Linked DNA regions of Gasterosteus aculeatus: region 2 is linked to region 1. A link is a contact called in public Hi-C data. All regions are on one chromosome and are shown on one strand. The core of a region is the stretch at or near the end of the contact, and the rest is flanking DNA. Distances in the headings are between cores, read along the strand shown. Region 1 holds the start of tigara (TP53 induced glycolysis regulatory phosphatase a). Region 2 overlaps ccnd2a (cyclin D2, a).

Region 1 (6,683 bases), core at 3,283-5,782:
CTTTCACTTAGAGCCCCCTTATCTTTCCGAGAGCATTTTCCCTGAGGTGGTAAACCTCAGACTTGGAGGTCATTTGAGGTGTTTGTTTATTACTTCCATTCTTATAATAATGATGCAGATACTTTCTAGTCACGTTGTTACGAGATGGTGTTTCCCGAGTTGCGAGAGGCTGCTTCGAGCGCGGACAGACAGTCGTAATGACCAATGCGAATGCGGAGGACATTGGACTCCACCAGGTGGGGTGTGGAAAGAATTAGAAAGAGAGGGACAGTTTTTGCAACTAATAAAAGTCCCCGTTGAGCTGTGTGAGGCACGTGACTGCCGAGCACAGGGCTTGTAGGACAGAAAGGGTTCTGGTTGTGCTGCTGTGAGGAGGATTTGCAGCCAGCGGCCTGAAGATGACAACAAACTAAAGATGCCCGAAGGCCTTTATGATTAAAAAAAAAACTTTGATATCTTCATATTTGGCTGGAACCAACATTCATCCGTCATGATGGATGTCCACAATGACAGAGCCGAGTGAACAAAAACATTCTGGGTTTGTAAATGGATAAAACAAGCAATGCCGGATCATGTGTGGATGAACTTTTATGTAGGGGGTTTGGTTCGGGTGGGTGGGTGGGGGTGGAGGAGTACAGGATGATAATTTACTGTCAATGCATCTGGAGTCCCACATAGGGCTGTTTAAGCTCCCCTATATGATTTCAATGGCAAAGCACTTTGAGACCATGCTCCCCAGGAGATAAGTAAATGTGTCGGGTCGTGATTGGAGGTGAATGGATTTTTTTTTCTTTTCTTTTTTTTTTGTTGTCCTTGTTAGCCTTTTCTTTGGTTTACTTTGTAGGGCTGGTTTCCCAAACGTCAGACACACCCTCGTCAAGCAAGAGTCCAATTAATAAAAGGCTTTTCCACAACTTGCGACGAGAGGACATTCCGATCAAAAAACAAAAAACACAAAAAAAAACACATTCCTTTTGAAGCAAACGGCGAGTCGGTGGGGAGTCTGATCACTCAGAGAATTTGAGCAAATATTAAAGGCCGAACTGATTTGGAAAATGCCAACAGGCAGAGTTCACTGATCCACGGGTCCTGTTTGATTTTATTTCACTTTTTTAAAAGAAAAAAAATTAAATATTTGTTTCTACTTGAATTTTTTTTTTTTCTTCATATTTATCTGCATCCCAGCCTCGGATGATCACAACAGGGCAGCACCGAGCTACCAGAGGAGGTGGTCGTAACATCTGATATTTGCACATGTTCTTCAGAGGGCCGTGAGGTTTGAATTTTTAAGACAGCAGGGCCTTTGGTCGGAGACCATCTTAACTGATGTGTGCTTCCGGGGCTGCTCCGTTCTCCGTGGTGCTGGCTTGTGCATTTCGGGCCGATCGTCTGTCAGTGAACACGTCCGTCCCCTGTGAGCTTTGCTGCTTCAAATCATTGGCGAGGGGGTTCATCAGCCAAACAGACGTCCGCACCAAACAAGAGACCGATTTTCTTTTTCTTTTTTTTGCTTTGTATTGTTTTAATGAAACACAGAAAGGTGTCTTTGACTCAATGTTTGAGTCGTTCCTCGACGGCATGTGCCTTCGCCGAGTGTATGTCCGTCAAACTGAAGATAAATGTGGGGAATCACGTGTTTTAAGTGATGTTTTTCAGTAAAACTGGGCAATTTTATGACGTATTTGCCAAAACATCCCCGTTTGGATATTTGATATAACCTCTTCATTTTGCTCTCTCCCAAACGTAATAGTTGTGATTTTCTTTCCTGCAAATGATTGTTGCATGTGTTATATATTGAAACCATCTTTTCAATTTGTGTTTGATATATTTTATGGGGTGACCAGACCCACACAAGGGGTTTTCTAAGATTTAGAGATACTGTATTCCAAAGTGAAGAGAGGACAGAAGAGGAGGTGTGAAGACAAGAAAAAAGTGTCAATATTTTTATTGAGTTATTGTTGTCTTTTTGCGCTGCTAAAAGCTATGAATTTGTGTCATTTATACAAAAAAAAATAACATTACTTAGTTGTGATGTGTCACTTGAGTGTGCTGCTATTTTATAAACGTGTATTATAATATAATTATTTTACTGCTTAAGAGATACATTCAGAAAAAACAGAAGTAGATGGTGATAGAAGAACATGAAATGACTATTCGACTGGAAATGTTCTTTGTACAGTTTGCTTAGATAGCATGTCTCCTTTCCCTCTTCTTTTATCTATTTTGCTCTCCTTCGGTCACATTCTTCTTCAGTGGTATTTCGCATACCTCAGGATTACTGGACAAAACAAAACACAAGCAAATCTTATACCGATGCCTCTGCGGTTAGTCGCCCGGAGCGCAGGGGGAAACGCGTGCGACGGGGGGTGGAGGGAGAGCGAGGAACGACAGGTTATTCTTTTTGTGGATGATTCCCACTATTTTAGTGGAGAAACAACTTGCTCAGTGAGATGGACTTAACCTATTGGAGGGCGGGCGCAGCAACATCTCCTGTATGGGGGGTTATTTTGTGGATAGTGCAAGCATGTTCATTTTTCTGTTCATCTTGGTGCTAACATCTGACTTGTTGTGCACGAGATGGGGAAACAGCATTCCTACAATGGCCAAAGTACAGTTCTTGCTTTATACAAGCACAATCACCCTGAATGTCAGTAAATATGGATTCTGTATGTAAGAAAAGAAACGTTTTGGTCTGAAACATTGTTTGTGCACCATTATAACTGCCACGTGAGAACAGTTTGAGCTACACCTGTCATGTCCGACCATAAATACTCTGATATCTGGAAGTTTCAATGGTGCAGATTTCCCTTCTAGCTGCCCCGCCTCCACTATAACTCATATCATGTACCTCAAATGTCTGTTGCACAACCTCTGTTCAATAAACTTCTGCTTTAAAGGGTGTGACACCACATCAGCTCACTATTTCCCACGCCTGTGCTCCTTTTAAGCGGTGCGTCTGATTGTTTCATAATCAATGGACTGGTTTGTGTGGGAGTCGGCAATGAAACAGCAAGTTTAGCTGCACTTTAAGGGTTGAAAGGTACACAAAGCACCGATGACGAATGTGGGAGAATAACAACGGTTCCCCTGCATGCCAGAGAATGAGGACGACCACTTATAAACACACCCTGCAAATGTGTACACACAAGAATGTTTCAACCGCGTCCAATAAATCTGCATGCAACCAAAAGTGAAGGAAATTTACTGGTAACAAAAAGGGCTCTTCACCTGTGAGCGCAGCAGGAAACTGAGCATTATAGACGTGAAGGGACTTAATTTATATAAAACTAAATTGTGCATAATCATTGAAGTAAAAAACTAGAAATAAAAAGGCAGACCGTTAACCTCCTGCTTTACCTCACGTTCTCTGTGGCACGTTAGAATCGGTTGCACGGTTTGGGTGACACATGCATTAATGTGTGTAGCAGTGATAATGAAGGAGGGTTGAAACTTTAATCTCCCAAGTACGGCTGACTGGCGAAATGTCACAAATAAAGTGTGCTGTTTGTGCTCTCTAGTGGTGACATTTATTAACGTATCTGATGCTTAGACGTTACAATCAGCCACAGACTTGTAAGTATGAGTTCAATATACTAAACTAATAAGACCGTAATAGGTTTTAGATTAAAAGTTGGCCTTTTGTAAACAGGCTAACAGCGGTGATTTCTGTATTACTTCTATTGATCACAGGTGCAAATGCTTGGATTTAGCTCAGATTTGCGGAATGGGGGTGTCTGTCAGTGATATGACTGGTGACCAGTACAGGGTGTACCCAACACTCGCTGGGACGGACTCCAGCCCCTGAACCTTGTGATTATTACAGTATTATCTTAATATGAAGGTTATTATGACATTTTCTGTCATTTTTATGGCTGCCATACAATTTCATAATAATCTTAGAATAAAGAGGCCACTGAACGGTGCTTTTAATTTTCAACAACAATGAACAACGCGGTTGGTAATGAGGCGAGAATATCATGTGTATACTTGAGCCCATTGAAAATATTCTCTCTGCAAAACTCCTTGTGAGGTGACAAATAAACACTTCTGCCTACATGCAACACTATCGACAGAGAAAGTGAACACCCTAATACACTGTTGCTTTTAGTTTGTGTCAACCAGACTAACCAGATCTAACCAAAAAATGCAAATAAGAAAATTAAGTTGGCACTGGACAGTGGATGGCGTGATGGTCATGAATTAATGAATGGTCAAACATTTGGACTTAACCTGAAGAATCTTTCATAGTTCCCGCGGACTGAGTACCGTGTCTTTCAAATGAAAATAAAATGAAAAGATTGATTTGTAACCTTTTCAAGTTAAAAATGTAACACATATTCAACCAAATTTAAGTGCACATTGGCACTGATAATTTTTTCAATAAATTTAGTTTTTTTTATTGACAACAACAATTACGCTAATGTTAAAGCTGCATTTTATAAAACACGAAGTTACAACGTGGTCTTACATCAGTCTTTGTTCTAATACTTTCCAGCGGTAGTTTTACGTGTATTAGTGTAAACTGCAGTAAACACACTTTACCTCCGCGCGCGACGCGAGTACGCGACGGTACGTCAGTCTTCTTGAAGCTGCCACACGTCAAGGCGATATTATATACACGTGCTTTATTGTACAGCATGAAGACGCTGACATTTGCGCTGAGCCTTATTCGACAGTAAGTGCGGTTGACGTTCATATTCATATAGTTTTTATGATAAATGTCTCGTGTTTGTTTCCCCTAAAAATAGACTGTGAGGCTGCTTCGACCTGCGCACGCAGCACACGTTACATGTGATACAGTCACCCTGCATGCGTTAATACATGTGTAACATGCCTGAGGGGTATTTGTAGCGAACATGTTAAGCCCCCTTCGTGTTGCACAAGAAGTCGGTTTATTACTTTCACCGTCATATTTCAGTTTTAAGCGAGCGCATCTGCCTGCGGTGACGTCATTGAAAAGAGTTCGTCATAGAGCGCGACCCCCAGTGGAGCGATTAGGAACAGCAGCTACTTTTATAGAAACGCAGTTTGTCTTTCTGCAATTCTCATATTAGCAAAGTCACCCTCTACTATCGAAATAGTAATAATATTTTCTATTTCGAAAAGGCATTTCACTATTTTCTGATATCTGAATAATTGACATTTAATAACCGAACCAAAGATTATTGATAGATTAATGGTTAACAGGAGCCATGTTTGATCATCTGCCCTCCTTAAAGGTCCCGTCAGCAAAACATTATGCAGAGTAAACATGTTCACGTGTATGTATGTTTAAAAAAAAATCATTTTAACTAATCTGTTTGCTCCTTTACTTTGATATTGATTAGTCGTTTATTTTCTGCAGTGGGGAAACGCAGTACAACAAAGACGGCCTGCTGCAAGGTGTAGTACGACTGAATATGTACAGTAAGACGTTTACAGTCTTACCCTCATCCTTTCGTCTCCCTCCATACAGGCCAGGCCATAGATTCGCCCTTGTCTGAGAGCGGGCTGCAGCAGGCTGAGGCAGCCGGCTGTTACCTTAAAGATGTTGAGTTCAGCAACGTGTTTTCCAGTAACATGCTGCGGGCGCAGCAGGTGCAACGCTTCAACCTTCATTTGTAAAATGAATCAAGACACTGCAGGGCGTAGTTATTTTACTGTTTGATCATTCAACTTTATTGAGTCGCACATGAGTCCATATGAAAGCATCAAAAACAAATACAACAAAACTTTATACGATAAAAGACACACTGACATTTATTCAAATTTTTACGATAAAACATTTACTATTACTCTGTGTCTGGATTAGTCAAGGCTATTAGTTGGCTTGTGCATACAGCTGCACATCGTCACCATCACTTTAATCAAACCGGATAACGTGACCCAAATATCTCATTTTACGTACCACACTCTTGGCTGATTAGATTTAATAGAAACGCACTGTCACACCTCATTGGACCGAGCGTGTCAGTTTGTGACATTTGTTCCTGTGAGCAATATTAATTGTGGCAAGAACCATGAAAAAAACACCCAACTGATGTATGTTAGCATGTGCTGACTAGATGACGTCAACGTGTATTATCTATTCCAGACGGCTGAAACAATAATGAAACACAACCGCAGTTGTTCTGGCTTGCAATTGGTGTGTGACGCTTTGCTTAAGGAGAAAGTGAGTGGCATTTCCTCTGTGTGATTTTACAGCAAAAAGTGTGTTGTTTTTAGTTTTTTTCACGAAAAACATTTTCCTAAAATACATTTACTCATTAATAGATACGCATGAGTAATCCAGTCACGATCTTGTTGTTTCCCAGAGCTTCGGGATAGCGGAGGGGAGGCCGGTGCAGGACGTGAGGGAGATGGCCGAGGCAGCGGGCCAGTCGTTTCCGGGCTTCACCCCTCCGAAGGGGGAGACTCAGGAGCAGGTGAGGCGGCGACGGCCTGTGGCTGTTGAAGACGGGTTGAGTAGCTGTTTGTCTGTCATATCATCCATCATGCAGGCATTATTTATCTCCCTTTTGTTCAGCATGTAGTTACCCCACACATCAGATAACACGTGTGTCCGGATACAAATCACCACCTCCCTTCATTTCATTACTTCCATTGCAAAATATATGATTCCCCCACTTTGAAATACTCCTTCCAACATAGGCAACTTAAATTAAACATAAAACAGATTGAATGTGTTTCTTTGACACACACAA
Region 2 (6,500 bases), core at 2,720-5,219, 120 kb before region 1:
TTTGTTTCTCATGGAATAATACTTTCAGCTCTGGTTTGATCAGATTGATTTGTGTGTAACTTTCTTTTTTTTTTCACCGCAGTCGGAGTTCAGCTGAAATCCCAAATCTCTAACCTGCGTGTCAGTCATCTCGATGGCTCCTCGCATCGGGGACATATTTGTTTGCTTCACGTCTCGCTGCTCTCGCCGCTCCCCCAGTGTCCCGTGTTCGACGCGCTGACGTCATCGGTTCCTGTCGCGCTTTTCCCGAAAACACGAAGGCGTATGTCAGCGCTGGGAGACCGGCCGCTGTGTTTTGGTGGTTTTTGATTAGCTTTAAATGCGCCATGCAGCTGCGCTGAGAGGATGCTGCTGTAGTCGTCTTTGGCTCGAATGCGTGTGAGGAAAGGGCATCGAGAGATGAGGGTGTGTTTCTGCAGATAGTTCACAGAGGACTAAAGCGGCACTGTATTTATTCTTGCCCAAACCATCTTTTACAGGAGTTGCACTTGTATAGAGAAAAATTTAGCAATACGCATCAGTTGGTTGCTCAACAGCTACGTTATCTGTTCTGTGGTTTCCTCATTTAGTCTTCAGACTCAACCTTTCGATCTCGCAGCCTCACTTGAGCCTCTTTTCTGAATTCAACGTGGTCGACATGTTTCAGAGACGCTCATTGTCCGAGTGAGGGGGATTTATCTGTCCTCCAAAAATCCGTGTCTGAAGAATGTAACTCTGCAGCCAAGCCAAACTAAAATTGTGAGTTTTTTCCCACTGACTCCCCACCGTCATTGTTAGACTTTGGGAAATGTGGAGCCCGTTGGAGAACAAAGCAAAAGCCTTGGAGAAGAACTCGGACACAAGGTTGGAAATGAAAAAGTTTTTTCTTTTTAGCAGAGGCCTCCTGGCATCTTTTCAAGTGCAGCAGCAGCAGGAGGAGGAGTACGAGGAGGAGGTGGAGGAAGAAAAGGAGGAGGAGGCAGAGTGTCCGACTGTATGTCCGGATGTGTCTACTATAGAGTTGGACCAGGATCAACTCTGAGATTCGCAGCTGTTGGGCAGGAACGGCGTCCCGGGCCTGGCGAAGCTGATTATGCCAGCGTAAATACTGCAGGAACGCAAGCGACACGGTTTACACGTTAAATCAGCCGTGTCGAATGAGCTGCGTGATGTTCCCTTTCTGCTGCTTGTGTCCACGTTTAGCTTCAGCACAGCAGGTTGCCTCGACGGTCCAGCCATTTAAACACCAACGTCTCAAAAGGAAAACAATTTTCTACGATTTCACATGCATCAGCTGGGACTGAATAGATTCTTTTGCTCCTGCGGGAATATGTTCCACTGTCACTCCCCGAGTGAACAAAAAGAAATCGAAAGCTCCGGTCGCTCATGAATCTATGATGCATTGACCATAAAACAGCTCCCACTGCTGTGCACTCACAGCTTTGCATTATTAAAAGTAACACAGTGTTTGATTTTTGCCCACTCGCTCAGGCTTGTCATGTTGTGCGCAAAGATCGGTGAAGTGGAAACATACTTTTTTGTTTTTTTTGTGGCCGTCTTTACCGGCAATCTGCCTCCTTTTTTAAAGATCGATTCAGGCAGACAAAACGTACAAGGGGAATTTTCTTTCTGAAAACGTTTCATGTGTCAGACACTTTCTGTAAAAAGAGCCATTGATAATATGAATAAGAAGTATTTCCTTTTGTAAAGATGTTCATTTGCTTTATTTATTTTTTTACGATTTTATTATATAATAATGATAATTTGCTTTATTAAAGGTATGATATACAGGTGGGTAATATCTGAGCTCTCCTTAACAATAAAAATAATAATACATTTCATTTATTTAGCGCTTTTCCAAATGCTCAAAGTCACTTTAATAAAACATTATATAATATCCTAAAAGCTGAACTGTAAATAAATAAAACCAAGCAAATAGCGAACACACACAGAACACGCAGTCATCTATTAAAAGCGGTTCTGAAGAGTCTTGGTTTGTGTTTTGAATGTGGAGGGGTCAGTGCAGTCTCGGGTGAGTTTGGGGAGAGCGTTCCAGAGGGAAAGGGGGAGTGGGGGGGGGGCAGCTATGGAGAAGGCTCTGTCACCCCATCTCCGGTGCTTGGTCCTGTGGGGGGTGGATGAGGAGGTCGGCGTCAGAGGAGCGGAGCCGGCGGGATGGAAAGTGATGGTGGAGCAAACTTTTTCTCTGCCCTATTTGTTACTGCACTGTCATCAACGCAGGGCAGAAGGGTTCGTTGATTTAATCGGTAGATCCCGGATGGGTGCTCAAGGTCCCAGTGACGGTTCCACTCATCTTTGCATGCGAGCATTACTGGCGCAATTGTGACTTTTAAATTATCGGATGAGGAAGCTGCATTGGACGGATTTTCATCATTCTGCTTTCGGTTGTCAGTGTCAGAGTGTGATAACGTGGCCGTGGCGTCCGTCCGGGCCGCAGTTCATATATGACAGAACGCTGACCTCTAGTGGTCAGGAAAGGTTGTGCAAGTGTAGCCGTGCATCACTAATGTCTTTTTAAGAACTCACACCTATCAACACAACAGTGTTGTATCAACTTGATCAGAACACAACTGCTTTTAGTTTATTCATGATTCCACACAGTTTGTTTTTCAAGAGCAGCCACTCAATTCTAATTACTTAATGTAAAATGACCCATTCAACTTTTGTGTTGTTATTATATTATTAAGTAACAACTATGATCAGAATGGAAATAAACTGCATTCATGGAATTCTTCCACTGCTCTCCACAAACTGTACATGCAGTTTCTTTTCACAAATATGAAAGGTAACACAAAAAAAATAAACGTTTAAACAACATTTACACACCATAACCTAATTACATATAAGAGTTGCATCAGATATAATATAGATCTAATTATTGGATAATAATATTTACCGCTGGAGAAATCATATGTGTTTTTGCCTCATGCAGCGTATAAAGTAATGTCATGTATGGATAATATGTATGTCTGAATGTGAGTGCAAAAATACATCCACTTTTACAACATTATGAATAAAAAAATATAGATATTGGTTTTCAAGTTATTCTTGTAACGTGAGTTCATCATATTGTATAGTAGAAAGCTCTGGATGAAGCGCACAAAATGACAAACTTATTTAATCATATATTTAGAGTGCAGTGCTAGAAGATACTGGCGTTGCTGTGGTTCTGATGCATCTCCACTAGAGAGCAGACGTGTCAAGCTGATGAAATCCAAAGACGCTTAAAATATGACCTCAATGTGACACGAGTGTGCGTCAATGTGAGGAGGGCTTCCACCTCAGTTATAGGATGAAACAAGACTTTCTTCACTTCACAAAGAAAAATGTTCATGCAATGTTTAAAATCTTTAGATACTTTTGATTCGCTTGATATTGATTGATATTGGTCACAAAAATTGACAAAAAATTCATATATTTCTTGTTTTCTTTTTTTTTTCAAAATAAACAACGTTGTTAAATGATAAATCCTGTTTAACAGGCTGCTTTGTAGAAGTTTGATGGTAAAATTCAGTCAAAAATGTAAATTTATGTTGGCACATTTTAGTTTTCAAAAATATTATGACACGGCCCTATCTGTACCTGAGGATGGTGAAGCAGCATTACTCTGCCCGGACTTTTCTACACAAAATCAAAAGTTAACCCAAAGGTACCCTATTCTATATTCACACCAGTATCTTTACTATTTTGCTATCGATAGACGTGGTGGTGCATTATCTAGCTGAGCAGCTAATAACCGTTGCCATCACATCCTCTCTCCTTGCTTTCAATGCCTACCCAAGCTGGTCTCGAGTGCTTTTAGTGCATGTGAGTGTGCACCGCCGGCAAGCGCCTGATCTCCACACTTCACTTCCCTCATAGTGGGGTTGCCGGTGGAAACGCCGCCCCAAACGAGCACGTTGTCACCTGAGCGTAGCACCCGCACTACGGTGTCCCTGCAGGTAAAACCTTTGAGTCCTGTCAGCACGATGTTAGCTGCACGACGCCTGCTTCAGCCGAAGCTGCGTTGAGGCCACGCCGATGAAGAGCTTTCACACTGTCACAGCATAGTCCAGCACGGCCCTCCGCAGGCCCCTTGTGACCCCAAAAGTCTGACCTCAACTTGGGAGCTCACACCAGAAGCCAAAAACACCGATCCAGTGGGCTCCACACAGAGGATGTATGTGGATTAGATGGGAATCGCACACGCCATCGTGTGTGTGAAAGACAGAGAGCTCCATAGAAAGAGAGAGAGAGTGACGGACAAATCCCTGATAAAAAGGTAGAAGAGGCTAATTAAAGACACAGAGAGCTATTCAGAATGCTCGTGTACTGCAGGAAGGATGTAGTATTTTGAAACTCCCCACATTTTTCGGAATAAAACCCCATGGTGAAAAGAACTGAGACACAGTGTTGCTTGGTGTTATTTCTTCATTTTGTGCTCCAAATCCCCTCGTGTAATGTGGTGGATGGCTCAGGATGCCCGGGGGTCATCTTAAGGTTAGTGGCAGGGTGTTTTTGTGTGTGTGTGTGTGTGTGTGTGCACGCACGCACCTTTTTTGTGGGGTACTTTTAATTGAATGCAAACTTCCTCCGGTGTTTCGAAGAAGAGTTTCCAGTAAAAAAAGAGCTTTGTGTCGTCGTGGCGAAGCGGTGGAGGAGGTCAGGACCGAAGCGTACCGTCACATGGGGACATTTATGCGTGCGGGGTGCGGGCAGGCTACGGATGGGGGGGGGACAATTGCAAATAAAAACCTCACGCAGCCTCTGAATCACTCGCACGTGAGTCTCATCACCCCGCTGCGCGTTGTGCACAGAGGTACCAGTGTGTGGGATTACAGGAGGCCCGAACAATCGCAGTACCCCCCCCCCCCCCCCCACGCGCACTATCTTGGCGGAGGAGGCCTCTTGCTGGGCGGCCCCGCCCGTACGGCCATGCTGTAGGCTGTTTAGTAGGCTCGTTCCTTATGTGTCATGTGTTTTGACTCGTGTCAACAAAGTCTCAATCAGTATCAAATTGCCAGGCGGGGGGGGGGGGGGTTCAAACACACAAGTTTGATCTCAATAATTGGTCTTGACACACTCAACAAGAGGGAGCGCGAGGCTGAACCCCGCTCATGGCTCAGCGCACACCGTAACAACTCACCCAATGTGGAAAACCAGAATAGACAGTGACTCAAATATGATGCATTGTGCATACTTGTCCAAAAATACCTTTTTTTTATGTGTTGGTATAAACGTCTCTGACCTCCTGCCGTTGAAAGAAATCGCTTTCTTTTTGTTTTTTCTGAGGGATAATTGGCCAATTTCCTCCTCTGACTTGTCACAACAAGATTAATGAGTTAATTTGTGAAGGCAAGGGGCCCAAACTTGCTTAATTAGAACAAATAAATCCAGCAGATTGGGGAAAGGTAAAAAACAAGGTAGACTTTAGAACTGGCACCTCTGGTCGATCCGATTGATCGTCTGTACAGCTGTGCAGACAGCTGTGTCCCTTTTTGGCGTCGTTCTCAGTACCATGTGTTGATCAGTTTGTGTACCTGTTTTTTTTATTGGTTTTAGAAGACTTATTGTAAATAAAAAGAAGAGACTTCCCAGTGTGGGTCTGGGTCTCTATCTGCACCTTTTATTCCCAACACGCTCGTCTGTCAGTCTCTTCAAACATCCCTCAATTGACTCGCCGCCCGCTCTCCGCTACGCGCTTTGACTCGGTCGACCAAATGCTCCTCCCTCTGGCCGTCGGGTTCCCCAATCCCGCCCCCCGGCATCCGGGCCTCTTGTAAACGTGACCCGTAACGTGGCGCGGTGCGATCAATCCCGCATAATGACGCCACTCCAAATACGCTGCTCTTTATTGCTGCTGCCGCTGGTCTGCCCTTAACAGTGACTTCAAATCGTCAACGCCATTTCCCCTGGAAAGTAGGGCAAAGGTCAACGAAGCTCTAGTGTGTTTGACTTGTGTCTGGATATATTTGGGGTAAGCGAGAGAGAGGGAGAAGAGGAAGAAGAAGCGACAGCATGCGTGAGACACCAATGGGAGCGGAGGCTCTGTTGGAGAGGGTACCCCCTCCAACCCGTGGGCTCCCCGAAATCGCCCCTCGAGCCGCACCCGGCATCGGGGAACAAATATGGCCTTTGTTGGTCACCCACCGTGGATCTCACAAACAGCTAATATAGACTTTTCCCCACCGACTTTGCCAAGAGTCTGAAGTCATTTAATGAAGTGGCGGCTGAGCCTAGAAGGAGCCAGTGTGCTCGCCGTCTCTCGCTGACAGAATGGAAAATGCCTGTGTTATGCAGAGAGCAGCGAGTGACAAGAGGAGTGTGTTCTGATACTCACCTCCCAGACACGTATGACAAAGCGGGGCTGCTGCGATTATACCGGGACGCGTGCATTTTTTTCCTGGATCGCTCGTTGTTTCAGGGATACTGCACTTATTCACACTTTGAGGTTCGTAATCAGCTGCGATGAGTTCTAACAATACCGATGTCCCCTTCTGGACTCCTCACGACTTAAATGT

The links. A called contact is a pair of places that touch in the nucleus more often than the background predicts.
Region 2: a contact with region 1 is called in a Hi-C map of liver, with 5 times the contacts expected there. The contact joins the enhancer-like site here to the promoter of tigara in region 1. A contact is called at or near these places in 2 of 6 Hi-C or Micro-C datasets (liver and skeletal muscle).

Annotation. Positions count from the first base shown.
Region 1 is chrX:6,178,570-6,185,252 of fGasAcu3.hap1.1, reverse strand. It overlaps tigara (TP53 induced glycolysis regulatory phosphatase a), which reads left to right and starts at 4,532. Exons shown (of 5, transcript XM_040163629.2): 1 at 4,532-4,675; 2 at 5,345-5,384; 3 at 6,074-6,151; 4 at 6,294-6,404. The coding sequence starts at 4,638. It overlaps ccnd2a (cyclin D2, a), which reads left to right. Exons shown (of 6, transcript XM_040162197.2): 6 at 1-2,922.
Region 2 is chrX:6,297,015-6,303,514 of fGasAcu3.hap1.1, reverse strand. All of the region lies in intron 1 of ccnd2a (cyclin D2, a), which reads left to right. Among protein-coding and RNA genes, the nearest start is that of ccnd2a, 5.1 kb to the left of the region's middle. Within about 2 kb of position 3,969, at least 1 of the 9 cell types and tissues checked has open chromatin away from gene starts, as enhancers often do.